Linked DNA regions of Mus musculus: all the other regions are linked to region 1. Evidence: chromatin contacts called from public Hi-C, HiChIP or PLAC-seq and promoter capture Hi-C data. All regions are on one chromosome and are shown on one strand. The core of a region is the stretch at or near the end of the contact, and the rest is flanking DNA. Distances in the headings are between cores, read along the strand shown.

Region 1 (3,118 bases), core at 320-2,819:
TATAGTGAATCTGCTTGGATGACTCATAACACTCTGTATTCTGGGGAGGACCCAGAGGAAGACATCCCAAGAGTGAGCTATAGAGGCAAGCATGGAGCTTCCAAGCCTGCTCTGGTAGTTCTGTGTGTTCACCTAGGCAAGAGCTCTATCCTGTAGGTGTTATGGAAACTCTGGGGACAAAGTGGTTTTAACAAAGATTGAATTGTGATTTTAACAAGGATAACCATGCAAAATGCCACTGGACACAGAGAGTCTGAGGTAAATGCTAATGGCTTGGGAAACTGTCAGGTCCATCTACTGCTGGAACCCTTTCCTATCTGAGGCAGAGGACCAGGGATTCAGGTCTTTGAATTTCCTGGTCTTCCTTTACTAATTTCCTCTCAGAACAAATCCTTGTGAAATCTCTTATCCCATTGGTCTGCTCTTAGACAACTGACCAAGGACAAGCCTGACTCCATGAAGACACAGGAGCCCAGTTTCTTGCACTGAGAGCCAACCCGTGCTGACTGTGTTCCGTCCCAGTTTCCCCTGGATCATTGGTCTGCATCTTTGACTGAATTTTGCTTGACCCATCTTGCTACCCTCTTTAAGTTCTTTACTGATTTCCTCTGAGAACAAGGTCTTGTGAAATCTCTTATCCCATAGGTCTCCTCTTAGAGAATTGACCAAGGACAAGCCCGGATGTCAAAACTGGTCCACAATTGAAGAAACTCAGGCAAAGGGGCATGTGTGACTCGAAAAACATATACCTTCCTTTCCACCCAGAAGGAATCATGTTTTCTTTCTCTGAGAGGGTATTTAGGACACTGGGAAGGCAGTGTGTAGCTCTTACACATCAACCACACCTAAGTAGAGGGTACAACAAAAACTAGGACATTTGCTCCCTCTGGCCACTCTGGCCATAAGGTGGATAAACATGAACCATGTAGTGGACTTCTCAGATAAGTCACAGGCACCAGGTGGGAACCCATGGTTGCATCACCAATTCTAGACTCTACATCTATGAGGTACCCTAGAGTTGAATTGGTGGTAAATCACCATCAGCTACAGTTTTATCAGGCTCTGCACCTATGTTTAAAGTAAGCATGGAGGCACGGCCTGGCAAGATGCCACAGAGGGATGCTGACATCTGGAAAGATTTGCATTCTGGTGCCCCAGGTCTCTTTCAGCTCTGGGAGATGACGCCTGATGCCTGCGTGATCCCTCACCAGCTGAAACCTGAAACTTCTCTGTGACTCACCTTCACCTCAGAGGAACTGAACTGAAGGAGCGGCAGGTGTTTTTGATCAGGGTCAACAACTCCATCCTCCAGCAACCCTGAGCTGTGAGAAGTGACAGGTCCCCTAATGTTCTCAGATAGCGTATCTCTTCTGGCACTGCTGCTAAATTGCCAGTTGCTGCATAGACAGGAGCAGAGAGATCCTGGCACCTGCCAAGGCCTGAGTCAGGCTGACTCCTACCTGAAGCTGTGGGTAACACACACATCACTCTGGGCAGTAAGTCATAGCTCTGTGTCATAGCTAATCCAGGCCAAGATGGAACCCACAAGTTTCAACAGTGATGCTGTGCAGACTGGAAAATACCCCTGAGTCGCCCAGTAATTCTTGAATCCTCCTTGCACTTTGTGGAATGCAGTAGGAGAGGTGCCTTGTGACTGCTGAGTCACTGTGCTACAAGAGGTCAATCAGGAGGCCCACATCCAACCCTGTTCTGTGCAAAAGCTCCTGGGGATATGCTAATCACTCAGCATTCAGCGGGAGCCACCCAGTTAATCAGGCGTCTACTCCCGGGGAGAAACCGAGATAGAAATGTAAGTGCCGAGAACTGAGTTTACTGCAGTCATTAGCATCAGGATAGCTCTATCTACATTGTGTGGGTTATCCAAGGCAGAGGGCTCTGCCTTTTGCACAACCCAAGGTGCACACAACCCAGTGCAGAAAACTTAGAAGCCTGGCGCTGCCCCTGCTTTCTGCTCTCCAGTGTGAAAGGCTCCCTTTAAAGGGGCCCCCTTGTGAATACAGTGTTCCCAACGAGTCCCAAGAGAGAACAGGACTGTCCGCAGACTCCTGATGAGTTAAGAGCTAATGAAAAGGAACCTGCTCTGCTTTACACGAAAAGGATGCTCGCGTAGTTTCTGCTGGTGTTTGTAGAAAGGCATCGGGTTCTGATTCAATGCTGAAACAAAGCACATGCCATTACATGAAGAGGTCTGGCTGACATCCCTGAATTTTACACATTGCTACTCAGTTAGTACCTGTGTTCCTCATTCGTGTGTGTGTGTGTGTGTGTGTGTGTGTGTGTGTAGTTTATTTTTAAGAAATTCTGGATATGTATGTCTTCACCCTGTATCCCACTGCCCTCACCTTCTCTCCCCTCTCTTTAGTCTACTTTGTTCCCTTAGGCAGTTTTATTTCTATTTTTATTTCATACATAGTTACAAACATGATTTTATTTACCCAGAACCTCAGATGAGAGAAAACATAGACAATTGTCTCTCTGAGAGTGTATCAGTGTCTATCGTTACCAAAGTAAATGTCATGAAACAAATAGTCCTGTTGAGATTGGCATTAACTGTGACTATCAGCAAACTGAGATGTATAGTTCTCTGCCTTTACAACTCCTGACTCTTTTACCATTTTGGTTGAAGGAATCTTCAGTTTTGTTTATTTGAAGCTGTGAAATCACTTTAATTCTAGGAAGGTAAAAATCCCCAAATTCTTATTTGCTATTTATGTAAGCCATGAAGTGAAGTATGCCTCTCTGTGTCTCTGTCTCTGTCTGTCTCTCCTGTCATTGTTGCTTTTTGGTTTTGAAGATAAGGTCATTCTATGTAGCTCTTGCTGGCTTGGAACTCACCGTGGAAGGTTAATCTCACACTCGCAGCAATCCTTCGGCCTCTGCCTCCCAAGTGTGGAGCTACAGGTGCGAGCTGCTTGACTGGACTTCTTTTTCACTTCTTGTTCTTTAGTCCTAAAAAAAAAAAAAAAAAAAATCCCTCCAACAAAATGACTGTGCAAACTGAAAATACCATTATTTTATTTAATGAAAACTGATTCTTGCATCAAAGAAATGATCAAAAGAAAACATTATTAAAGAGATAGAATTCCTTATAAGCATA
Region 2 (3,118 bases), core at 396-2,895, 210 kb after region 1:
AACCCTAGGGGATTTTTTTCTTTCAATTTTCCAATGAAGTCAGAGGCCCTGTTCTTCAGCGTTAGTACATAGGGAAAAAAGAAGGAACAACTGGGACACTTTCTGGTAGACTGTGTTAACTCTAGCCACGACCTAAACTCTATGAGGAAGGAATAATGCAAAAACTGGGGGTGCTGTGTCTTGGCAGCTCTGGCCTTCACGGGTCTCATATTTTTTTCTTTGTAAAGGTCCAAAATTTTATCATTCTTATTTATAGTATCAAATAAGGGAGAACTAAATTTTACTAAAATTAAGACATAATTTTTTTAAAGGGGATATAAATTTGTAGAGAGAGCCACAGATACAGGGAGATGTAAAGACACACGGGTGGATGAATGTCCACTTCACCAGATAAGATATACATGATAGACGGAGGGATATGTGGGGGAAGTCGTCTTAATTTGCTTCCTGCATAAAATTGCACAGATCTCCCCAAAGACAATCTCCCCAGCCTATGGTAAACAACTCAAGAGTATCCAGGAAAGTCTCCTTCCAAGTCGGTCTCTCAAGTTCCCACCACTCATCCACGAATTGTTTTAAATAAATAAATAAACCGCGAAGTCTGTCGATTCAATTCTGGACCACCAGCGTCCTCTGTTGGTCACCTATAGGAGGAGCGTGCAGACTTTGGAGAGACTCGTACAAAAGAACTCAATAGCTGCGCTATTGCGCCTGGATTTCAAGTCAGAATGAACGGATTAGCAAGAACTCCAGTCTGCACTGGAGCACATCAGAAGTTGGTATAGGGGTCCAACGATGACTAAAACTCGTTGTGAACAGTATTCATTTTAAGGGCTGCTTGGCTACTAATCATGCATGCTTCAGTGTCTCAGTAGTTATTTTAACGCAGATGCGTCCGCTAAAAAGATTCTCCCAAACAAGAACTAGAGGAACTTCTCATCTTTAAAAAGAAAAAAACTGTCCTCACTCCTATCTGGGAAAGTGCAACGACGTATTTGAGTATTTTGAGTCCCTACCTCCTTGAAAAGCAAATCCTTTGCGCCCATAGCTGTCAGCGTGAGGTTGTGCGGTGCTGAGACTCTGGGAGCTAAAGTGGCCCGTGGTGCAGATTTAAACCTCGAGCTCTAAGGTTCTCCAGACCTCAAAGTGATCTGCGCGTTCTCGCTGGGAAATGCCTAATACAGCATACCCTACACGAGGAATTCCATTGCGGGAACTTTACAAAGTACACAGGCGCTGAATGGGTCCGGGCCAGCTTCCCAAACATAAACCATCCCTGGAAAGGCCAGCTTAGCCAGCCATCCAGGGGGAGGGGCTATAGGGTCCGGGACGCCAAATTGGCTGGGAGTCATTGAAGGAAGAGAAGACCAGAGTCCCTGGAGTGGCTGGGACTCTAGAGACGCAAGGTGGCCTGGAGCGCCTGTGGTTACCCGTGAAGAGGTGGCCCTGATACAGGGCGTGCGCACAGAGAGCAGGTGCCCGGTGAAGACGCGCGCAGCGCGCCCCCGTCCTCGTTCCCGCTTCGTCGGGAGGCGCGGGCCCCGGAGCGGAGCCTGCGCCGGCCCACCCCCCACCCTCGCCGTTCCGGGGCGTGTCCTCCGCCACCCCGGCTTCTATATATCGGCCTGCGCGCCCGGGCTGCCCAGATGCGAGCTTAGAGCGGCGACTGGGCGCTGAGGACCTGCTTGCTCGCTGCTCCCATCCCGCCGCCTCATCCCGCCGCCTCATCCCGCGTGCTCCACTCCGCTCCCCTCCACCGAGCCGTCCACCCGGCGCCATGCATCCCGCGCGCCCCGCGCTCTGGGCGGCTGCGCTCACTGCCCTCACTCTGCTCCGCGGACCGCCGGTGGCGCGAGCTGGCGCGGGCGCGGTGGGCGCGGGCCCCGTGGTGCGCTGCGAACCGTGCGACGCGCGTGCGCTGTCCCAGTGCGCGCCTCCGCCCACCGCGCCCGCGTGCACGGAGCTGGTGCGAGAGCCCGGCTGCGGCTGCTGCCTGACTTGCGCGCTGCGCGAAGGCGACGCGTGCGGCGTCTACACGGAGCGCTGTGGCACCGGCCTCCGCTGCCAGCCGCGGCCCGCGGAGCAGTACCCGCTGAGGGCGCTGCTGAATGGCCGCGGGTTCTGCGCCAACGCCAGCGCTGCAGGCAGCCTAAGCACCTACCTCCCCTCCCAACCTGCTCCAGGTAAGCTGTCCCTGCCACGTGCGCCACGCGCAACTCCCTGGGACCCGACGAGGGTGGCAGGGAGTGTATCTTCAGATGTTTGTCTTGGCTCATATTGAAGGTTGGAAAATGGACCCTGGGAGGCGGAGTGAGGCACTGAACCCATTTTTCCTCTTGCTTGGTTCTCAAAGTACAGCTTTTCTTATAAGTTGCAAAATGCGCTCTGTGAAAATAGGTAGAATTCAGTGCCAGGACGAGCGGGTAGCAAGGGAGACTGCCAGTGGACAGATCCCAGTCACTGGAGAGTCTCCTCGCTGAGCGGGGATACCCAGGTTTAGGTCTGTGTAACCCAGCTGTTGACCTGGGTTTTCATTCCTCATAAATTGGGAAGGAGCGCGTCTATCCCAGGGAAGCTTGAGTGTAGGAATCCCGGGTTGGATCCGGACCATGAAGGTATTTGCAGGCAGCCACGCTGTTGGAAACAGTACCTGTCTTGAAACATCCTATCATTTGCACGGGCTAATTGGCAACGCAGGATTGTGTCCCAATTTATCCAAAAACTAACGAGATGAAATTAAGAGCACTGGTGTCTTTGAAACTGTGAAACCTAAAGTTCAAAACTGCTCAGTGTCACCAGGAGCTGCAAAAAGGTTTGAGCCCGGTTCGGGCCCCATAGGCGCCATCCTATGCTCTGCAGCAGCGCCTTCCAGATTCAGAGACTGCATTTGGTGCAGAGGATGCAGACTCAGGCCGGTTCCCTGCCAAAGCAGAGACTAGAAATGCGAAGTACGACCCAGGAATGTTACTCTTTCTAATTCGACCTAGGTGCAGCAGCAGCAGCAGTGGGGACAGCGACAGCGCCAATGAGAAAAATGCAAACGTTTAACAGTTACCTCTCCTGCTGCAAGCCCTACCAAGCAGGCAGTCACTCTAAGGGCATCCTTCGTTCCTTTAAG
Region 3 (3,118 bases), core at 379-2,878, 190 kb after region 1:
TGCAGACTTCCTCAGTGTTGGCCCAGGAAAGGACTTCAGAGGCTATGTCACCAGCTCCTGACTTACAAATAGACAGAACAGACTCAGGAAAGGGACTCTTTCATTCTTTGTCCCATAGTCCTTTCAATGCAGGGTTATGTGTGAAAATGCGGAATTTGTCTCAGCTACCAGGATGTGATGAACAAAGGCAGATAGGCTGAGCAAACAATGACTTCACTCTGTATCAGAGTGGTCAGGCACTCAGGCCTCTGCGGGCTCTTTCTAATTCACATGAAAGGCCACAGAGGGGCAGGGTGCTGTGCTGAATGTCTGCCCAATCAACTGAGGCAAACCTAAGGGCTCCCAACTCAGGGCCCCTTTCATCGGGATTCCTGGAGAGCCACTAGCCCACACAGCCTTTCAACATCCTCATCTGGGGCTCTCCCATGGGCCCTCGCCTCCATTGTGGTGCCAAACACCTCAGCTCTTCAACACCCCTCAATTTTATTTTCTTACTGAACACCAACATGGGGAAACAAAGGAATCACAAAAGTGAAACAGCACAGGGAGGGCCACAGAAGGCAGAGGAAGCAAGGACGGTGTGGACAACCCCATCAGAGTGCAATCGAGAAAGAGCTGCCCAGCTATGAGGATATACAGAGCAGTGTGAACATGTTGTCCTTCGAACCACCATGGGACCTGGTTTCATAGCTGTCAACTTGGGGCTGGGTCCTGGACAGTCTGGAACAGCCCCTTGAGCCCCACCAAAGCTGATCCCTTCCAAAGTCCTCCAGCACTTGGCAGAGAGCTCCAAATGAAGATGGCGGCTCACACACTTCCATATCCACCCAGCAAGGCACATGTTCCTACGGAACTTCCAGAAGTCCAGCCAAGTTAGAAAGCCAAGCACAGAAGATATCGAAGTGAAGGAGCCACATCCAGTTCACTGCAATTAGCACTGCAGTTTAACCAGATCACTGGGACCATGCAGGGTGGATACAGCCTTCCCAAATGATGGTGACCATCACAGGGACAGGGTTCTGCTCCTCCCTCTCTCTTAACACCGACCAACCTCCTCTAAAAAGGGGCCAAGCTACAGACACATGCACTGCAATGCAATTGCCCAGAAGTACTGACCCCACTTCTGGGGCCTCATTCCTGCTGCCAAGACTAAAATAACCACAAAACCCCTATGCCTGCTGAACTTAGGGCAAATAAGGGCACCAAAGAACTAGTTCCAACCCTGTAGATTGCTACAGGAAAAAGATTTGAATGCTTTGTCTTAAAGCACTTTAATTAAGGTTGGTGGTAGGCTAGACTACTGTCTCTGTTTCCACTGAGCCTAAGATTGCTCTGAACTTGCCCACAATCAAGTCCCTCCATGAGTCTGACCATGTATCCATGTCTATCTACGTGTGCTCCCTCTATTGCACTAGCCTTGACCTGCTTGCAATTCCAGTCAAAACCTATCCATTTGGGTGAGTCTCACTTCGCCCTCCAGATGTTTACCGTGGGTGGTCACTGCTATTGCCAAGACAACCACACTGTCACAGGCCATTCAGATATTGACGCGTCAGACGTGTTCTACTGCATGGTGAATCAACATTCTCTGTTTCTGAAACAAAGTGAGGAAATAGAATATCAGAAACTGCTAAAGTGCAGAAGGACGGAGAGGATGTCTGAGAGCTGACTCACACTGCTTTCATTCACTGTGGAACAGACCTACATTAACCCTGTGATGCCAACTCAGAACTAACCACTTCAGCTGCAGGAGCAGGTTTTGATGGGGATTTAAGAGCCAGAACAAAGCATCATAAAAGAGGGAGTGCTACAACCCACTAACCAGTCTCAAGGCAATACAGTGATCCCAACAGGCCTGATGATGATGGACCCCTGTAATGTCTGATAAAATCACTCTTGTAGACAAATCTTACATCACTACTGTGATGGCCCCTGGATCTGGAAGATTAAAGAGAGATCCCCACAGACACATTTCATGAAGGAGGAGGAGGAGGGGAGGGGAGGGGGAGAGGGGAGGGGAGGGGAGGGGGAAGAGGAGAGAAAGGGGGAGGGGGAGAGAAATGGGGGAGAGGGAGGAGGAGAGGGGGAAGGATAGGGGAGAGGATGGGGGGAGGGGGAGGGGAAGAGGAAGAGGGGGAGGGGAAGAGGAAGAGGGAGAGGAGGGGGAGAGGGAGAGGGAGGGGAGGGGGAGAGGGAGAGGGAGGGGAGGGGGAGAGGGAGAAGGGGAAGAAGGGGATGAAGAAGAGGCATCCTTCCCTGAGATCAGAGGCAGAGCTACAAATCCTTAACATTAGGGCACATCTGATTCAAACTCAGGATTCTTTACCAAATAACAGGTGCCTGTCCAGTGAAGGAGCAAATGCACCCATCCACACCTGCTGTGCTCTACTGTTTCGGGGATGCTGTTCCATGGCCTCTCTCACTATTCCACCAAGTAGTCTGACAAGTTCTTTACCTGAAATACTACTCACTCTGGTCTTTGGCAGGTCAAACATAAGTATTGACTGTGTTTAGTATATGGGGAAATCAAGAGTCAGACCATTGTCAGACCATAAGGTGAGCAAAAGAAAGAGGAACCGAGGCCACATGTCACTGCCAAACAAAATTCATGGAGGACAGAACACTACTGTACTATACCTGGTCCTCTGCTTCATGCTGGAAACTGCCATGGCTGGAGGTAACAATTAAAGGCCTGTGAAACTGAAAAAACTAAAGGAACTGATGCTCTTCTGGAGGCAAGGAAGGGAACCAAGGATTTTGTTCTGGGCTGGTTTCCTTCTCACACATTATTCCAATGGGGTCACAAAGCTGAGTTTTGTAGGCCCTAGGAAATGTTTGATTCCACACTGGCAGTCTCTAGCCACACAGCCTAATCTCACTCTACATCTCCTATAAACCCACAAATCTCAGGGGTCCCATTTCTATGGTTCCCAGAACCACCAAGAGTTCCCTTCTCCCTATGAGTGGATGCGGGAGAGACTTGAGGTGACAGTGAGAAAGGAAGACACAGAACCTGGGAAGACTGCAAGCCACGGGCTTTCCAAACACACACAACCTCAGTGAGCTCTGCCTTGAATGGCACTTGGAGTCTCAGGCTCCTTATGGGAAGCAAAAATGT
Region 4 (3,118 bases), core at 215-2,714, 140 kb before region 1:
GATGCTGGCTCCTCTAGGACAGCAGTTGCTTCAGCAAATTACGAACTAAGAAGACAAAAGAGAGTCTTGAGCAAGACAGAAACATCATGTGCATTCTATGGCTTTTTGTGTACTTTAGTTGACTATATAAGTCATTGGGAAGCAAGCTCCAGGGGATGAATGATAATCAAGAGACAGGGATCTTTGGGAAGAGTTAAAAAAGACTACTGAGTCCTCCACTAAGAGGCCCATTCCAGGGGGCTGGTGAGATGGCTCAGTGGGTAAGAGTACCCGACTGCTCTTCCAAAGGTCCAGTGTTCAAGTCCCAGCAACCACATGGTGGCTCACAACCATCCGTAACAAGATCTGAGGCTCTCTTCTGGTGTGTCTGAAGACAACTACAGTGTACTTACATATAATAAATAAATAAATAGATAAATAAATAAGGCCCATTCCAGATTGTCATGGTGACCTGAATCTCCCCAAGAAGCCTCTTAGAATTTTTAGTATGTTGCTTCTCTATTGATTTCAGTAACCTCCTTAATTCCTCATATCTACTTAAAATGTTAAGTAGGTATTAAAATGCCCTTTCCTAAATAATCAAATACAGTTCTAGCTCCGTGCTGTATTAGTTCCTTTCCTTGTGCTTTAATAAAACACCAGGATCAAGGACAACTTGAGAAAGAGTTTAGAGTTCTAGAACACCATGATGGTGGAGCTCAGGGAAGGTAACAAGGACCAGTCTTGGTGGCTGGGGCAGATGTTTGAGAGCTCGCATATTAAACCACAGGCATGTGGCTTAAGCAGAGGGAGAAGGAGGGGGAGGGGAGAGAGGAGATGGAGAGGGAAACTGAAAGTAGGGCAGAGTCATTAAACTCTCAAAGCCTACCCTTAGTTATATCCTTCCTTCTGGAAGGCTTCATGAATCTCCTAAACCTCCCCAGAGTGCCACCAAGTGTTCACTCAGCGACAGGGGAGCCAAGGGTGAATGTTCTCATCCCACTGGACCTGATCTTACTTTCTTCCCTTCTGTTCCCTATGCATGATTCATTATCTGACCCTTTGTGCCCATTCCATTGGGGATACCAATTTAGTGTTTGTTATGCATGATAATTGGTTAGAGGTTTTTCTTCTCTAAATGATGCTCCAAAGAGTAATTTAAAAAGAAAAAAACAAACAAACAAACAAAACAAAACAAAAACAAATTCATGTCCAGAAGACTCTTTTTCACATCATGCACTCCCAAAAACCTACAAACAGAACACAGGGTCTTGATAGTCATGTATCCTGCTGACATGTTAGGTCAGGAGTATCTCCTGGAATTGCTTGCTTAGAGGCATGAATAATTTAGGGACCTCTCAGAAGTCAGGGGATTACGTCAGGGCAGGTGATTTAATGCTGAGTCACCTGTGCTGACAGAACTGTCACACCCTACTAGTTCACCTGCTCTCAAAGTTCCCTCAGGGAAATCCTAAGAACTGCTAAAGCCCATATGCTGTGTTTCTGAGTAACTCATCACCACAGCCAGACTCAGGGCTGGCAGGGTGGGGAGCTTAGCTAGTCCTCATGGGATATTTGTCAATCAACACTACAATTACTTGAGGCTTTGTTGAAACCTGTGGGGGACTAACAGGCACACAGAAAGAACTGAAAGTAAAGGTGTTGGGGGTTTTGTTTGTTTTGTTTTTTCTTATTGAAGTTAAGGTTTTGCAAGTATCCTTGCAAAGACAAAAGAAATATATTGTCTGGAAGTGATCCACATGCAAATATTTCATATACTAAGATAAGAAAGACCAAGAATCTCACACCAAACTTTCATTTGGAAGTTTTTATTTCTCTTCTGTTTGTTTGCTTGCTTGTTTTTAATTTTTATTGGTTATTTTATTTATTTACATTTCAAATGTTATTCCCCTTCCTGGTTTCCCCTGCACAAACCCCCTATCCAACCCCCAGGCCCTGCTTCTATGAGGGTGTTTATTTCCCAAGAGCTAAAACTAATAAAAGTAAAAGGAAGCAGCTGTCCTTCCGAATATCACTGGACACATGAAAGAATAAGCTCTCTTTTGTGAATTGGTAGTTATTATCACATAAATGCGTATTTATTTATTACATTTGTATGTAGAGGCTGTATTTAAAAGAGACTTTTTCTAACTAAGCATTAAAAATAAGATTCTCAAATTACAACTCAAAAATCCCAGTTTCTATGATGTAAGTAGACTATGATATATTGAGAGATGTCAAAGCAAGTAGATTCACCATCAATGGTTAGTTGCAGGAACTGTGAAGATTCAACACTGTTCTGTTGTGTGTCTTCTAAAAACCCTTCTGATGGAAGCTTATAAGATAGCTCTCTGCACAGCAAACACAAGCTTCACTTTCAGAGGCAACATAGGTTGACTGGCTTGAAATTTTGATGTGGCTTCCTTTGAGGGAATGAAAAGATTGGCCCAAAACACACTCCTCACTTGCAGTGTATCATCAGCCTGGACAGACACCATGAAATCACTCCCTGAGACTCTATCCATCCTCTGTGGGAGAGGTAGCAGAGACTGAGCCATTTAGGACCATTAAAAATGAACAGAGTATATCTCTCTGACCTGTTAAGTTAGTCCACGTTCAATGTCACGCATTAGAACAAGAGTTGTACATGAGAAAATGCAGTTTCTGCTTTCCACCAGGGGAGGTAAGAGAGAATGGTTTCAGCATGTGTTGCTTCTGAAGGAAGACTTCTGTCTTATGGAACACACTGCTGATGTAGATCGTGTGCACAAGCTGACTCTGTGGCTTCATGTTCTGAACTTAATCCTGGAGTCCCCAGTTAGATCACATATGGGTCAGTCCATTCACCCTTAAGTATCCTACTTGCATCCTATGCATCATGAGACACAAAAAAACTATTGGGAAAGAGTGAGGAAGGGCTGGGCAAGGTACATGCAAGGCTCTGACTTCTATCTTCAAGCTGCTTTTGGTTATAGCTTTTGTCACAGCAATAGAAAACAAAGTAACACAGTTAGTAATTTTACAGGTAAGAACAGGAGAAGTCTAAGACTTATATGATCCTTTATTTCCTATTCCATCCAGTAAGGTTTGTGTTTTGGATGCAATAAAGTTTATACTCTATGGTCATGTATTCTGTGGG

The links. Promoter capture Hi-C pulls out the DNA fragments that hold promoters and counts their contacts. A called contact is a pair of places that touch in the nucleus more often than the background predicts. HiChIP or PLAC-seq counts read pairs in DNA pulled down with a chosen protein or histone mark.
Region 2: a contact with region 1 is called in a promoter capture Hi-C map of embryonic stem cells, with 5 times the contacts expected there. The contact joins the promoter of Igfbp3 here to the enhancer-like site in region 1. A contact is called at or near these places in 15 of 39 promoter capture datasets (the 3T3-L1 cell line, 3T3-L1-derived adipocytes, HPC-7-derived erythroid cells and 6 more), 2 of 15 datasets of contacts at CTCF or cohesin (embryonic stem cells and stem cell-derived epiblast-like cells), 13 of 484 Hi-C or Micro-C datasets (the 3T3-L1 cell line, the AtT-20 cell line, adipose-derived mesenchymal stem cells and 7 more), 12 of 115 datasets of contacts at active chromatin or transcription factors (embryonic stem cells, epiblast stem cells, fibro-adipogenic progenitors and 1 more) and 1 of 9 other capture datasets (adipose tissue).
Region 3: a FOXA1 HiChIP or PLAC-seq map of pancreatic cancer cells shows a contact between it and region 1. The contact joins two enhancer-like sites. A contact is called at or near these places in 1 of 15 datasets of contacts at CTCF or cohesin (the NIH/3T3 cell line), 3 of 484 Hi-C or Micro-C datasets (the AtT-20 cell line, cerebellar granule neurons and nephron progenitors), 3 of 115 datasets of contacts at active chromatin or transcription factors (embryonic stem cells and pancreatic cancer cells) and 1 of 9 other capture datasets (embryonic stem cells).
Region 4: a Hi-C map of uterus shows a contact between it and region 1, with 1.5 times the contacts expected there. The contact joins two enhancer-like sites. A contact is called at or near these places in 5 of 484 Hi-C or Micro-C datasets (Sertoli cells, embryonic fibroblasts, uterus and 1 more) and 1 of 115 datasets of contacts at active chromatin or transcription factors (embryonic stem cells).

Annotation. Positions count from the first base shown.
Region 1 is chr11:7,422,337-7,425,454 of GRCm38.p6, reverse strand. Gm36653 (a long non-coding RNA gene) reads right to left here. Exons shown (of 4, transcript XR_381034.2): 3 at 2,857-2,970; 4 at 2,123-2,175. Among named protein-coding and RNA genes, the nearest start is that of Gm36720, 5.0 kb to the left of the region's middle. Within about 2 kb of position 1,569, at least 105 of the 459 cell types and tissues checked have an H3K27ac peak or open chromatin away from gene starts, as enhancers often do. A contact at or near this core is called in the AtT-20 cell line, the NIH/3T3 cell line, adipose-derived mesenchymal stem cells and 8 more, where this site is marked.
Region 2 is chr11:7,212,450-7,215,567 of GRCm38.p6, reverse strand. Igfbp3 (insulin-like growth factor binding protein 3) reads left to right here and starts at 1,645. Exons shown (of 5, transcript NM_008343.2): 1 at 1,645-2,183. The coding sequence starts at 1,778.
Region 3 is chr11:7,236,396-7,239,513 of GRCm38.p6, reverse strand. It overlaps Gm36565 (a long non-coding RNA gene), which reads right to left. Exons shown (of 5, transcript XR_872239.3): 3 at 1,489-1,594. Among named protein-coding and RNA genes, the nearest start is that of Gm36565, 21 kb to the right of the region's middle. Within about 2 kb of position 1,628, at least 57 of the 459 cell types and tissues checked have an H3K27ac peak or open chromatin away from gene starts, as enhancers often do. A contact at or near this core is called in the NIH/3T3 cell line and pancreatic cancer cells, where this site is marked.
Region 4 is chr11:7,559,952-7,563,069 of GRCm38.p6, reverse strand. No RefSeq gene overlaps it. Among named protein-coding and RNA genes, the nearest start is that of Gm36720, 130 kb to the right of the region's middle. Within about 2 kb of position 1,464, at least 17 of the 459 cell types and tissues checked have an H3K27ac peak or open chromatin away from gene starts, as enhancers often do. A contact at or near this core is called in uterus, where this site is marked.